Regions from separate parts of the Gossypium hirsutum genome. Here region 2 is linked to region 1. Evidence: chromatin contacts called from public Hi-C data. All regions are on one chromosome and are shown on one strand. The core of a region is the stretch at or near the end of the contact, and the rest is flanking DNA. Distances in the headings are between cores, read along the strand shown. Region 1 holds the start of LOC107945538 (scarecrow-like protein 6). Region 2 has its middle 7.4 kb from the start of LOC107945543.

Region 1 (2,700 bases), core at 60-2,559:
AGCAGCCCTTATAAAGGGCTTACCTACAGGGGAGAGCTGGTGATTGAGCCGCGCCAATATCCCTTGCGCGAGTACCGGATCACCGGTTTCGATCAGCTCTGCGGCCTGAATTAATTGGTCTATTATTGCCTGCTGAAGCTGTTGGTTCGCCATTTCATCAGTCACTATCTTCGGCGTGGTTGGCCTTTGTTGAAGCAATTGTTGACGCCGGAGATAATGCTCCGGTCCCGAACTCGAAAACTGAACTTTCGGCACTTTATAATTCGGTCCACTTGTACCGGAATTGAATCTATTCGGCGGTGGTGGTGACAAAAGATTATGTTCCTGCATTTCAGCAGCATACGAAGGGAATAACATAACCGGGTTCTGGGTGAACTCGGCCTGGTTTTGGTCAAATACAGGATTCAAACACGAAACCATATCATTGTTCATCAAGCTAACACTACTAGTAATGGAGTCGAACCCGAAACTATGATCGACCATACCAAAACCAGCATTAAACTCCATATTTTTCGACGACCCACCACCACCGCAGCTGCCACTTGGTGGTTGAAGAATCTTGTTTAACCCCAAAGAAGGGTCATCAACATCACCCATAATTAGTCTCAAAATGGATTGGTCATTCTCCCAATCCTCCATACTTAAACCACATTTTCCCGTCCCTGTATCAAAAGACTGACTTTTACCTTTGGAGACAGTTGCTGTTTCCGCCACGCCACTACTGTCCGTGGAGGCACCACCGCTGCCTCCGTCGAATGAGGAAGACAGTGTTGATGAAGACGTTGGTGGACTCGGGCTTCTTGTAGATGTGGGATCAAATCCCACATAGCAACAACTTTCCTTGTTGTTTTGCCACTTTTTCTGTTGCTGGTGTTGTAATAACAGTGATGAATTGGAATAAGATGAAGTTGAAGAAGCAAAATCTAAAGCCCCCTTCCCTTGAAATTCCTCAAAGGATAGGGGCATGGCATTCATCTAAGAACAAACTCCAAAAGAAAAAAAACAAAAGTACACTCCAAAATTTGAAGCACCCAAAATTCTAGAGGTAGAAGAAAGGGGAAGACTTGAATATGAAGAGAGAGAGAGAGAGAGAGAGAGAGAGAGAGAAATAAAAGGAAAGGGGGAGGGGGGCAAATTAAGGTGTCGTGTTCTTTAATGGAGGTCCTACCATAAATGGCTTTTGACAAAGCAATTGAGTGCTTACTTTTTAGTTTTTGGTATAAAAAGGGGAAAAAATCAGAAATATACAAAGAAATTTGTGTGGGACGCAATGAACGCGTTGTTTTTAAGCTGACTTAAAAAAGAAATTTGTAGAAAGAAAAATGAACAAAGGAAGATGATAAATAGAAAACAATGTAGGCAAAATAATAAAGTGTTAGGAGAAGAAATGGTGGCCAAGCATCTTTTAAAGTTTTCTTTTACAGACTCCAATTTTATTTGTTTTTCTATTATTTACTAAGAGAGAGTAAAAATCTGATTTTTATTTATAAAATTCCAAATTAGACATTTTTAATCAACGGTGATGGCATAGGGCAAGCAGAGTCTTGAGCACTTCAAATGAAGTTCAAGTATTGTTGGATAAGCTTATAAGACAATTGCCATCAGAATCAAACGTTAGATGACTAGAGGTATGGAACATAATTCCCATATTGGTAAACCCCACCTTTGAAAACCAACAATGTGAATACCTCTTATTGCCCTTTACTTTTTTCTGTTTGCCTTGGATGCTCACAAGGGTTTTTTTGGCTTTAGGTCCATTTGTCTTTCTACATATATATAATAATACAATATTTACGATGGTCTATAACCTCTCTACAACCTTTCACACGAATAACATTAATGATATTAATTAAATTAAAACTTAATTGATATTTATATTATATTTTTAATCTATTAATTTTAGTATGCCAAATAATGGGGTCATGGCCTGCCTGTTAAAAAGGCTGCAATCATTGTGTTCTATATGTAGCTCAACTAATTGTCACTTTCTTCTATTCCCTCTCTCTCTCTCTTCCAAAATGTTGGAGAATTAAAACCATGAGTACTATGAAAACAAAATCATCCTACTGGATTGCGAAATTTTATTTTGGTTAAAATATGTAATAAACTTAAATTTAAATTTTGTATTTTTATTTTAGAAATTTAGTTTCTTATTTTTTATATTTGAAAATTTAAGTCTACTTATTAATATTGTTAAATTTGTTGATGTGATATTTTGAAAAAAAAATACTAACTCGATAGTCATGTAATTAAAAAACTGACATTATAATGAACTTCAATTTAATAAAATAATTTTAAAAATATTAATAGTTGAGCCTGAATATTTAAATAAAAAAAGTAAAATAACTAAATTCTTAAAAATAAAAGTATTGGGATAACATTTCAAATTTGTGACAAATACAATGACCTATGACATTTTAAACTTTTATATTTGTTTGGTAATGTAATATTATTACGTTTGCATTTCAAGCATTTCCTTGAGATGGTATGTCACATAATAAAAATTAGGTTAGTAGAATTTGGATTAGTGAACCAAGAGTGGTCACGTATTGTTTTTGAATTAACGTTGTAGGAATCATGGTAAGTAAATTAATTTGATTTAATGGTTAAGTGTTTTAGTTGTGTGCTTGAGGTTCTGTGTTCAATTTTTTTCCTTAGAAAATTCTTTATTAATTTTGATTCCATACCTGATTTGGTTCA
Region 2 (2,700 bases), core at 198-2,697, 230 kb before region 1:
TGCAAGGTGTCTCCTTTTTAACAACGCCCCCACTCCATAATGTGAAAAGCTCCCTGGTAGTTTGGTACTTCATATTACTTAATTAAAAGTGGAGGAAGACATACAACTAAACAAAGGTTGTAGAACTAACATGGGAAAGTTGGCAAGGTTCTTAGGTTGCTCCATTGTTGAGATATCTTGGAGGTTCAAAATGCGGACATTGTTAAGAAGTATACTTCTTAACCTTTTCATGAAATACAAGTGCTTTTCCTCTTGGGTAAATAGAGAGTACACTTGTATTTGATCATACAAGTAACACTTTGTTTACCAAAAATGATACGTGAGTGTAACTTTCGCCTGGTATTTGTAATTGCCCTCTTTCTTAGAAATACATTCACTGATTTCTTTCAATCCCATTATCTAGTACTTTAGCATGTCCCACTTTTTTCTATAACCATCCGTTAATAACTTCCTTCTAGGGCTTAAAAATAGAGGCTTGAACATTTCATTTGGGATTTTTTGATATTTTGGCAAACTTAAGCATACTCTAAATTCTCTATAATTTTCTCTAAACAATCACAACAACTACAGTAGCTTTTACTTTTCTTAGTTACCTATTGCTTCCATCACCACAACCACACTTGTTTTTTGATTCTGCTCAAATCTTTCTCTCCACCGTATCTTTGTGAACTCTCCTCACTTTAACAAAAGAATCCTCTATAGGTACAAACATGTTAAAATTTTGATCAAATATATTTTAAATATGCTCCATGTTAGGCTTGAGCTAACGTTTAATACCCAAGCTGATGATTAAGGAAAAGACCTGATTGATATAATATTGATACTTTAAAAGTTCAATTGGAACGTTTTGAAGTTTGGAGACTAATTTAGAATGTCTGATGCAATTAAACCCTTTTAGTTTGATAAATGTTGTTTAGACTTGGGCCAGACTAAAATTGAGAAACCATATGGGCTTTATTATTGAAATTGAAGGGTCGGTAGGCCTTAAAATAGAAAGATTATATATCCTTTTCTGAGTGACTCTGATTCCCTTAGGCCTTTGCCATATAAATCCATTGAAAAGTAGAACACAGTGAAGGGAAAAAAGAAAAAGGGGACATAGATGGCATGGGAATCAAATGCTATTCAATGAAATTTTAGCACCTTGAACTTTGAAAGCCAAAGAACATCAAGTATCCACTAATAATTTTCTCCTATTTGGGGAATATAAGTTGTTACTTTCTTAATCTTATGCCCGTATTTGGTTTCTAATTCCAACTTGGTCCCAACTTCATGGATCTTCCTTAGGCTAATTGATGGAAAATTGGCAAGGCAAAAAACCAAAGCATTTCAGCCAAGTTAATGGGGGTGGGGTTGCATTTGTTTGATGCAATAATTCAAGACCACCCGATGGAGCAAGTGGTTAAAGTTCTTAGTCGGCGCCCAAATGTCAAAGTTCAAGTCCTGCCAATCACATTCCCCAATAGGTCAAATTGCAAACTTGGGCTTGTAAAGTTAAAGAGTTGGATCCAATACCAGGAGCCAATTGAAAGCTTTGTTATAATTCTCAGCAGATGCCATTGGACCATTTTTGTTTTAGCATAAATGACTTTTCTTTTTTTGTAGAGTTGGTCATCATCAAAATGGCTTTATTGAATTTGGATTTTAGCATATTGGCTTTTGTTCCTTAAATCATCCAAAAGGAATCTCGTCATCGGAAGATCACATTCAACGAAGCCTATTGATAAATGTCAATTTTTTGGTGTTACACAAGCACTGACCTCAGCTCTTTGGTAATTACAATACATACACCTTTTTGGAATTATCTGATTTAAAAAAATTTATGTTAAATTCAAACATTTGTTATCAAACATTTGAATATTAGAATGACCCGTGCTTAAATTAGCAAAAGATCAATAATGATGTTATCAATTTAAAACTTTTTAACACATACTATTCAAATTTAATAGATAATTATTAATTTTGTTGTCGGGCATTAATTTTTTATGGGATTATGCTACATGTTTATCTCTTTGGGTTAGATAAATATTCAACTTTGCACTTCAACTTGGCATTGATACCCCATTTATTGTGAACATGTGATGCCCCCATTTGGACTAAGGTTAATGTGATGCTATATTTTGTTGTGCAAAACCCCCAAAATTCCAATATACTAATGTGATATTTGTATTTAACAAAAGTTGCATATCTTGGTATTTAAAAGTAATGAAATTAATTTTTTGGTGTTTAATTTGAACTTCGAGGTTTATTTGATTAATTGCTGATATTATCAGGTTTGGATTTTGATGGTTTTGTTAATAAAATGAATTTAGTGTCAATTGCGAATTTGCTTAATTTGTTAAATATAGTTTGAAGGTTTTGTTTAATTAGAGATTAACTTTCATCAAAGTAACCTTAAAACTCGAATTAAATATTAGAAAGTTAACACTGTTACTTTTAGATACCAGAATGTATAGCTTTTGCAAAATACAAAAAAAACATTATATTAGAAAAAAAATGCTAAACTCAAGTACGAAGTGTCAATTGATCAACATTGTTGTTTTGGGGTTTAGAAATGTTTTTGAAAAATGTAATTTTGTTAATTTCAGGTGTAAGGCCCAATATTTGCTCGGCCCGTGCACAAATAAAAAACAAATAAAATGACAGTCCAAATTACAAAAAATTTCACCAAGCCCAATTTGCCTAGACCCTAACCCAAAC

The links. A called contact is a pair of places that touch in the nucleus more often than the background predicts.
Region 2: a Hi-C map of leaf shows a contact between it and region 1, with 2.3 times the contacts expected there. The contact joins the enhancer-like site here to the promoter of LOC107945538 in region 1. A contact is called at or near these places in 5 of 34 Hi-C or Micro-C datasets (all in leaf).

The regions. Positions count from the first base shown.
Region 1 is chrD12:37,619,447-37,622,146 of Gossypium_hirsutum_v2.1, reverse strand. LOC107945538 (scarecrow-like protein 6) reads right to left here and starts at 1,309. Exons shown (of 1, transcript XM_016879590.2): 1 at 1-1,309. The coding sequence starts at 975.
Region 2 is chrD12:37,854,453-37,857,152 of Gossypium_hirsutum_v2.1, reverse strand. No RefSeq gene overlaps it. Among protein-coding and RNA genes, the nearest start is that of LOC107945543, 7.4 kb to the left of the region's middle. Within about 2 kb of position 1,447, at least 5 of the 9 cell types and tissues checked have an H3K27ac peak or open chromatin away from gene starts, as enhancers often do. A contact at or near this core is called in leaf, where this site is marked.